Linked DNA regions of Sus scrofa: region 2 is linked to region 1. Evidence: chromatin contacts called from public HiChIP or PLAC-seq data. All regions are on one chromosome and are shown on one strand. Each heading gives the region's core, a stretch centred on a gene start, on an enhancer-like site or on the middle of the called end of the contact. The rest is flanking DNA. Distances are from core to core; before and after follow the strand shown. Region 1 overlaps CARMIL1 (F-actin-uncapping protein LRRC16A). Region 2 overlaps CARMIL1 (F-actin-uncapping protein LRRC16A).

Region 1 (4,838 bases), core at 1,389-3,888:
CCAGTGGGGGGACCAGGAAGCCCACCTGGAGCTTTTGCTCATTTCTGAAAGCCCTGAGTCTGGCCCTTCCCTTAGGGGTATTTGGGCCACTTGTCTCCCACTCTGTAAATGGCATCTTTGGCCAAGTCTGGCTGAATGTCTTACTCTTTTACAAAAACAAAAACACTTCTTTCTCTCTTTCTTTCTTTCTTTTTTTTTTTTTTTTTAAGAGCAAAAGCACTTCTTTTTTAAATGAAAAAAGTTTACCTTGCTTTTGAACCTGGCTTTATTTTATTTTGGTGTTTTTTTTTTTTTTTTTTCTTAAAGGGCTGTACCTATACCTGCAGCATATGGAAGTTCCCAGGCTAGGGTTGAATTGGAGCTACAGATGCTGGCCTATGCCACAGCCTCACAGCCAGCAACATCGGATCCCTAACCCACTGAGCAAGGCCAGGGATTGAACCCGCGTCCTCATGGATACTTGTTGGGTCTTTAACCCACTGAGCCACAACAGGAACTCTAGTTTATTTTTTTAAATGAGAGTTGCAGTGTTTATTTCATTTTTTCTCTCTCTCTCTTTTTGCTTTTTTGCTGCACCCACAAGCCTGTGGAGTTCCCAGGCCAGGGATTGAACCTGCCCCACAATAGTGACCAGAGCCACAATGGTGAAGACACAGGGGCCTTAACCCGCTAGACCATCAGAGAACTCCCCGAACCTGGCTTTATTAACCCTGATGAACTTAGGCAGGTTAAGGGTGAAAGGGAGCATTTGGGCTGCAGTCAGGGCTGTCACTGTGCAGGTGCATCAGTGTCCAAATGGGGACCTCCAGATTAGATGACAGGCCGCTCGAGGGGCAGGGGGAGCAGGGTGCCACAGAGCAGTCACTGTTCATTGTCCACCCACTTACGTGATTTTAAAAACTGTGCGGCATTTAAACTTGTATTAACAGGACATTGGATTAGGGACAGAGGGCCTCGGCTTTCCCTCTTTCCATCAGTGCTAAAAGGAGTTTAGGCAATTCACTCCTCCCTGCATTCATGAATGGGGGATGGAAAGAGACAACCTTTTTCCCGTTGAAACTGGGAAAAGAACATCTTACAGTGAGGGGTGAGAATATAAATGATGCCTGGGATTAGCAGAGGCAAATTATTAGTGTAGGATGGATAAAAAGCAAGGTCCTACTATATATAGCACAGGGCACTGTATTCAGTATCCTGTGGTAAACCATAATGAAAAAGTATGAAAAGAATATGTATGTATATGTATAACTGAGTTGCTTTGCTGTACAGCAGAAATTAATAGAACAGTATAAATAGGCTATACTTCAATAAAATTAAAAAACACAAGATACCTAAGCTCCTTGTAAGAATATTTCCATTGACCATTAGGGGGCTTCAATTATTCAGCAGGCAGACTTAGACATTTTCTGTTGACTATTTTATCGCCCATTCATTTAGTCTGGGGGTGGGGGTCCTGAGTTCTGGATGCACACTGGGGTCTCTGCTAAACCAGAGGTACTTTTAAAAATTGTTTTGTCAATTTCAGCTTATCGATTGGAAAATATTTTTTCAACAAAATACTTATTTTTATTTTTTTATTTTTTTGCCATTATATTTTCTGGGCCAACAAGAAGAGAAGGCTGAGACAGCTGAGGCAAAAGCTATAGTCACGAGGGGAGGTGTGTCCTGTGATGCTGCAGGGGACCCTGAGAAGGCAGAGTGGAGGCCAGATTGACACCTGTCAGTTCCCATCTTTAGGCAGAAGATGTGTGTAATTGAGCTAATTTTGAAGTGTGTGTTCCTCAAGTGCTTGGTGTATTTTTTAAAAAAGCCCTCATATTTCTTATGCATGATTCTGATGAATTTCATCCATTTGAAATGATTCTGATTAATTCCTTTTAACTTTCCAATTGGTTTATGGTTCTTCCAGTTGAGTATGGCTTATTTCTAGAAATGGTAATGTGTAGTTGTAAGGCAGTGTCTTGGGCCTTGAGGGACCCATGAATTAAGTGAAGCTCAGTTTTGATACCTTTGACCCCCCCCCTTTTTCATTTTCTCTTTGCCCCTCCCTAGGATTCAAGGTCTTTACCTTTCTCCTGCCCTCATCCAAGCCTGACCTCAGCAAACTCTGACATTTGAAATACATTGAAGCTGAAGTCGCCTTCATGAAGTGACAAATTTAACTTGTTCCCTCTCCCAGGAATAACTGCAGTTAACATTTTTTCCTTATTTTAGGTGTGAAAGGCCCTATATCCTCCTGATGAAATTTCAGGACCTATAGTTTTGAGTCCGGATTTTTTTAGTTGTGACCTTATTCCTTATAATCATACCACATTGTAAATTGCTTATTTATTTATTTGCCTTTTAGGGCCGCATCTGAGGCACATGGAGGTTCCCAGGCTAGGGGTCTAATCAGAACTGTAGCTGCTGGCCTACACCACAGCCACAGCAACGCAGGACACGAGCTATGTCTGCAACCTATACCATAGCTCACAGCAACGCCGGATCCTAAACCCACTGAGTGAGGCCAGGGATCGAACCTGCAACCTCAGGGTTACTAGTTGGATTCGTTTCTGCTGCACCACAATGGGAACTCTAGTAAATGTCTGTTTTAGTTGTGGGTGGCTGCCACGCAGGAGACACGTTTCTGAGGAACTTTCAGAAAGTAGCACTTTTGTTTTCTCAGCTAAGTGAGCGAGTTTAAAAAACAGGAAATGCTGGGAGTTCCCATAGCTGCGTGGTAGTGAACCCGATTAGTATCCATGAGGACGCCGGTTCAATCCGTGGCCTCACTCAGTGGGTTAAGGATCCAGTGTTGCCATGAGCTGTGGTGTAGGTTGCAGATGAGGCTTGGATCCCGAGTTGCTGTGGCTGTGGTGTAGGCTGGCAGCTGCAGTTCCAATTTGACCCCTAGCCTGGGAACATGCATATGCTGTGGGTGCAGCCATAAAAAACAAGACAAAACAAAACTGAAAACCAACCAAAAAACCACAACAGGAAATGCTACTTCTCCTATGCCCAGAGTTGTCATCCTAGAAATTATAACTGCACCGAATATAATTCAGCAAACAGTAATTGACGGCCAGTTGCATGCAGTTAAAACTACTCCACTAGCTATAGAAAAACATCCACTTCTCTTCTTTTTTATTTTTTGCTTTTAGGGCTACTCCTGCAACATATGGAAGTTCCCAGGCTAGGGGTGGAATCAGAGCTATAGCTGCCCGCCTACCCCACAGCCACAGCAATGTAGGATCCGAGCAGCGTCTGCAACCTACACCACAGCTCACGGCACTATTGGATCTTTAACCCACTGAACGAGACCAGGGATGGAACCCACATCCTCATGGATACTCGGATTCATTTCTGCTGCGCCACAATGGGAACTCCCATTTCTCTTCTAAAGTACATAATGGGGGAAGAAATCGGGTCGATGCAGAATAACTTTTAAAATTCTAGACCGTGGGAATATTCCTCAGGATGGCAGAAAGTATAATAGAATGATTTCGTGAACAAGTCAATTTGAGAAATAGAGGTTAAATGAAGTTGGGTAGGGATTTTGTCACCCCACTGGAGCTCCTAGAAGGGGACAGTGTATGAAGTATTTCCCAAATTTACTGGACCAAGGATTTAAATTTCGTGTTATTGTTATTGTTATTATTACAGCCTTATTATTACTTCGGGGGGACTGGTGTTCTTTGGAGAACAGTTTGGAAAATGCTGCTCTAGACCATGAAAATATTCTCTCTCTCTCTTTTTAAAGAGCTCTTTTACATTAGTGTGTATGTTATTATTATTCAGAGACAGAATATATATTCTTTAAATAGTGCGATAATGGATTCCTATCCCAGTTTCTCCATTGGTTATATAAAGAGCATATGAATTTTACCTGGGTATTAGTGGGGTGTTGGAGGGTGGGGCGTCCAAAGATGATGGTGGCAGTGACCTCCCTGGTATGACCCCTCCCACAGTGTGCTCGCTTAAGGACGGTGCTCAGTGTTCCTTCTAGAATGCAAAGCAAGAGGTAGGCATTTGCTGTTCTGGTTTATAGGTGACAGATAACTTGCCCAATATACCACTTAGGGAGTGCTCATAACATGCTAGCCACTTCTTTTTTTTTTTTTTTTTGTCTTTTTAGGGCCGTGCCCACAGTCTCTGGAGATTCCCAGCTAGGGTTTGAATTGGAGCTGTAGCTGCTGGCCTACACCACAGCCACAGCAATGCCCCATCTGAGCCATGTCTGTGACCCACACCACAGCTCATGGCAATGCCGGATCCTTAACCCACTGAGTGAGGCCAGGAATTGAACCTGCGTCCTCATGGATACTAGTCAGATTCATTTCTGCTGAGCCACAATGGGAACTCCACTGGCCAACTAGCCTTCTTTTTTAAAGTGATGAGTTTTAAAAAACAAAAAACACTTATGTGAGATAATTATGGATTCATATGTAGTTGTAAGAAAGAAAAGAGAACTTGAATACCTTTCCTCCATTTCCTCCACTGATAACATGTTGCAAAACAATGTTACAGGTTCACCATGAAGCCATGAACATTGATAAATTACCAACCTTATTTAGACTTCATAAGTTTTGTATGCGTTCATTTGTGTGTGTGTTTCGTTCTCGGCAGTTCTGTCACATGTGACAATTCACGTGACCACCACAGTCAGGAGAGCAGACAGCTCCTTTATAAGGATCCCTCGTGGTACGCTTTTCCAATCCTAGCCAACTCTCTCTCTGTCCCCTGCCTCAACCCCTGCCAACCACTCAGCTGTTCTCTATAATTTCGTCCTTTCAAGCCTGCTCTATAAATGGAATCACACACTAGGAACATTTGGAGGTTGGCCTTTTTTGCATACTGGC
Region 2 (4,838 bases), core at 1,313-3,812, 220 kb after region 1:
GTGACCGGTCCCCAGCAGTCTTGGCGACCGAAGAACTCTCCTCCCCCAAGGCGGGAGTCCGAAGTCCAGCCGTGGACGCCCCCAGGAAGGACACGAAGGCTGCCGAGCACAATGGCAGTGCTGAGCGGGCGGAGGAACTCAAAACACCTGAGTCCCTAGAGGAAGGTCAAGGGGAGGAGGTGGGGAAGGTGGAGCGCAGTGACAGCAAGGGCAGCCCACAGGGAGGACGGAGGTACGGGGTCCAGATGATGGGCAGCGGTCTGCTGGCAGAGATGAAGGCCAAGCAGGAGCGGAGGGCTGCTGGCTCGCAGAAGGTAAGGGGGGAGGAGGAGGAGGAGTGTCTATGTTGACTTTATTGTCTTTGTCTTTTTTTTTTGCCTCCATTCATTTTTTTTTTTTCATGGGCAAAAGAGATACAGAGAAACAGCCTGGAGATTAAAGAGATATCCCAACACACAATGCTTTTCCCCAAAGAGCCCAGAGCATGGAATACGAAGGCATGTTTTCTCTCTGGCCCTGAGGCTGCGATGTCCCGGAGAGCCTCAGCCTCTGGAGGCTGGTCAGTGGCTGAGCGTCCCGCAGGCCTTGTCCCACCTGCTCGGGGGCTCCTGTGCATGTCAGAAACACCCGACACTTGTGCCAGGGACATGCTCCATTCTGGGGAAAGACTGAGTCTGTTGAATCCGAATGGAGACCTGAAGCTGATGGGTGATAGGAAAGCTCCCAGAGGCAAATCAAACGATTGAAACCAGATTCTAATTCTATAAAGGGAGATGTGTTTTTCAGTTCTTTCAGAATTTGTCATTTTCCAAACCTAGAAGTTCCTCAGTAAGTTCCAGATTTAAGTCAAAAAGAAGAGCATTGCACTCTGCTAGAATTAATAGAACCTTTTTTTTTTTTTTCCTTTTAAATGCCTCAACTGTGGCATATGGAAGTTCCCAGGCTAGGGGTCAAATCAGAGCTACAGCTGCCGGCCTACATCACAGCTCACGGCAACACCAGATCCTTAACCCACTGAACGAGGCCAGGAATCGAACCCGCCTCCTCATGGATACTGATCACATTCTTAACCCCCTGAGCCACAACAGGAGCTCTGAGTTAATCAAACACTTGACCATTGAGATATATTATCTATTGCTATGAGGAAAAACTTTATCATTTAAAAATTGTTGAGTGCCCCCCACATCTGATTTAATGCATTATTTTTGAACCTCTTTTTAAAAGTTGTGCATTTTTTTCTTCCCTTTTTATCTGTTTTTTTTTTGTTGTTGTTGTTGTTGTTTTTCTGTAGCTCCTTGAGGATGGTATCCTTATTGTGATCACTAAGATTAACGTAATGAAGCCAGGCTTTGGTTTCTGTGCATTCGCTTGAGCTTTTATGTCTGTAAAACTGGGTTCCTCAATGAAAGGGAAGTTGCACATCGATTTTATCTAAGTGTCAGAATAAAATAGTTCATCCCCCTTGATTTTCGGAAAGTACATGGTAAACTGTATACCGGGACACGGAGGGCTGTTTTATATTACTTCTAAATGACTAATTCTTTTTTTTTTTTTTTTTTTTTTCATGAAATCCTGCATCCCTTTTGATTTGACAGCTATTCACTATAGTTCTTCCACCAGTACCATTTTCCTAGTCTCAGAGCCCTCCTGACTTTAGCTCTCAGGGAAGAGTGGAGGGGGTAAGACTACGTTCTGATAATTCAACAAGGGAGACATGATGTGGCCTTTGCTGGTCAGAATTTTGAATAAATACTGCGACTATGTCATTGATGAGTCAGACGGCCAAAGAAATGTTTATATTTTAATCTGTTTTTAGAGAATTTCTTTACAACCAGGAATGCACTGTTTTCACTAATGAGCTGTTTATTTTATCACTGTTTCCACTGATGCCTTTGGATAGAGAGATGAGCAGTGCCGGAGGGTTTCTTCCACGTGCTTTGGATTTGATAAATAAATTGGCTCATGGTGACAAAATTCTTAGGATTTAAGTTTTATTTGTTCGACTTAAAATCTTTGAGCGCCATCTAGTGTCTATTTAAAACAACGATAATAAAAAATCCTTAGGCTTTAACACTTGAAATCAGTCAAGGGTGTTCCATCAGCACAATAAAATAGTAAGTTTTTCATAAATTCATTTTAGGATACTTCTCCCTAAATTATATGACTGTGTTCTCTATAAACTATCAACATAATACCAGAAGTTAATATACTATTGATAAAAAAAAATTATGTTGTCTTCACTTTCCTCTTCACACTATTCACTTTTACGTAGATGTATTTAAAGAGCTGTAAAAATGAAAGTATGGCACTTATTATTTTATTTCATTTATGTATTTCTTTTTGTCTTTTTAGGGCCGCACTGGCAGCCTGTGGAAGTTTCCAGGCCAGGGGTCAAATCAGAGCCGTAGCTGCCGGCCTACGCCACAGCCACAGCAATGCAGGATCCTTAACCCCCTGAGCGAGGCCAGGGATCAAACCTGCATCCTCATGGATACTAGCCAGCTTCGTTACCACTGAGCCATGACGGGAGCTCCGGCACTTATTATTTATTAACAAAGGAGACTAACTAAAGGTATTGAAAGCTTAGCAGCCACATCTTTTCTTCTGTGGCCCCTATAATGAGGTTATCATATCCTCATTCTGGTTATTGACATTAGGTTATTATATCCTCATTCTGCATAGGCATTTGGGAGATTTATAACTACCTCAGAAAGCCTAGAAGGAAAAAGGGAAGACAACTCCTAGGATTATATTTTAAGTGTAGCCAAGTAAGACACCTACATCATTTAAGGAGGCTCTTACTCTCAGATGCCAGCCCCGTAGCTGCCAGAGCCTGAGAGACAGTTCCTCCTTCAATGCGCCCTGAGTGCCTTGCTTATCTCACCTTCCTTCTAGCTCTGTTTAAATGCTCCACCTTATCTTTTGTGTGTGAGCACAGTTCCGGAGGACTCCACATTCCAAGAAGCCATAAAAGGCGAGGCCAGGCACTGTGCATTTGAGGACTGCTTAGGCACAGCCTCTGGACAGCCTGGGGTCAGGGGCAGTAGCGCCCCCTGCTGGTGTGGGCTGGCTATTCAAGGCTCGTCCCTGGCCCTGCAGACTCTTGTCCAAGGCTCAGAGGGGGCTCCACGTGCAGCCCGTGGCTCGGGGCTTCCTTTCCTTGGGAATCAGTTTTGCATAATGGTGGCAGAGAATTGCCCACTCTTGGTGTAGCACTCGTGTACACATTTCTTCTGAGACCCGTTCTGCACCCTCCACTGGTGAAAGTGGAACATGTGTACACTTGCTGAGAAATGCCCCTGCATTCCTGCTGTGTTCACTGCTCCCCTCTGACACTGCCGTGCTCCTGGCGGGGGTGTGGCTGTGGCAGATTGTGAATGTGTCAGAGCTCAGCTGTGTTTCAAATAATCTCTCCTCTTTCATCCAAAACAACTTAAAGCTTGGACCTGGCAGCCACTATTTGCTTTTAGGTTTGTCAGAAGCGCAGGTTGAGCTGGGAAGGAGAGGTTGGAGGGCCGACTCTCAGGAGTCGTTGTGCCTCCTGGTCTACTCACCCACTTCAACTTTTGTTTTTTTAGATGGGAGGTAGATGTAGATCATCTTTGCCAATAGAACTATTAGGTATCATTAAGCCAACACCAGACTTATCTTTTTTGTATCTAAATGCTCCTTCTTTTTTTGTTTTAAAAAGGGCCATGGGTGCAACATATGGAAGGTCCCAGGCTGGGGGTCGAATCAGAGCTACAGCTGCTGGCCCACACCACAGCAATGCAGGATCTGAGCTGTGTCTGTGACCTACACCACAGCTCATGGCAACGCCAGATCCTTATTGACCCACTGAGTGGGGCCAGGGATCAAACCTGCATCCTTATGAATGCTAGTCGGGTTCATAACCCGCCGAGCTACAATGGGAACTCCTAAATGCCTCATTCTTATGTGGGCTTTCTGCTCCATAAAGCAGGGGCTGACTCCCCCACTTCATCAGCCACAGCTCCTGCCCTAAGACAGTGGCGTCTCATCTTCCTCGTCTTTGCCGTCACAAACCCATCCCACCCTCAGATTTTTGAAAAATGAATTCAGAGCAGTTTATCTATATTTGTCTTCTAAACAGGAGATCTGCGTCTTGTGCCTTCTGCTTCAGTGGCAAGGAAGTCCCTGCCCATTTCAGGCCCCCGTCTACCTGGTTTGTACCTTGAGGTCAGAAAGGTTTCCACTGCTTTTAGATCAGTGGAGCCCAACCTGGAGCAGGTCCTGGAAGCTTAGGGCATCAGTGCCCCCATCACATGGAGCATCAGGGGCTGCAGCGCCCACATGGGTGTTCAAAGAGGAGAACAGGAGGCGTCACCACGCCCACTGGCTTCTCCTGGTTCCGCCCCTCCCATCTGTGGGGAGCAGCCTGAGGAACTGGCTGCACTTTGGACCCAGAGCCCTGACTGTAAACACAGAACAGGAGTTCCCCTCGTGGCTCAGTGGTTAACGAACCCGACTAGGAACCATGACATTGCAGGTTTCAATCCCTGGCCTCGCTCAGTGGGTTAAAGATCCGGTGATGCCGTGAGCTGTGGTATAGGTCACAGACGCGGCTTGGATCCCACGTTGCTGTGGCTCTGGTGTAGGCCGGCAGCTGTTGCTCCGATTGGACCCCTAGCCCGGGAACCTCCATATGCTACAAGTGTAGCCCTAAAAAAAAAAAAAAAAAAAAAAAAAATTGCAGAAGGTGTTTCTCATAGTTTCATGCCAGCCTTGGAGAGACGGAGAGGTCACAGTAATGGCAGCAGAATTAAAGAGCCATGATTTGTTGTCTTTTATCATCTGCTTTGTTCTTTTTTCTTACACTT

Evidence for each region. HiChIP or PLAC-seq counts read pairs in DNA pulled down with a chosen protein or histone mark.
Region 2: a contact with region 1 is called in an H3K27ac HiChIP or PLAC-seq map of alveolar macrophages. The contact joins two enhancer-like sites. A contact is called at or near these places in 1 of 47 Hi-C or Micro-C datasets (embryonic fibroblasts) and 1 of 2 datasets of contacts at active chromatin or transcription factors (alveolar macrophages).

The regions. Positions count from the first base shown.
Region 1 is chr7:20,112,558-20,117,395 of Sscrofa11.1, forward strand. The region is part of intron 2 of CARMIL1 (F-actin-uncapping protein LRRC16A); the gene reads left to right. Among named protein-coding and RNA genes, the nearest start is that of CARMIL1, 79 kb to the left of the region's middle. Within about 2 kb of position 2,639, at least 1 of the 83 cell types and tissues checked has an H3K27ac peak or open chromatin away from gene starts, as enhancers often do. A contact at or near this core is called in alveolar macrophages, where this site is marked.
Region 2 is chr7:20,333,904-20,338,741 of Sscrofa11.1, forward strand. It overlaps CARMIL1 (F-actin-uncapping protein LRRC16A), which reads left to right. Exons shown (of 37, transcript XM_013977486.2): 33 at 1-314. Among named protein-coding and RNA genes, the nearest start is that of SCGN, 53 kb to the right of the region's middle. Within about 2 kb of position 2,563, at least 21 of the 83 cell types and tissues checked have an H3K27ac peak or open chromatin away from gene starts, as enhancers often do. A contact at or near this core is called in alveolar macrophages, where this site is marked.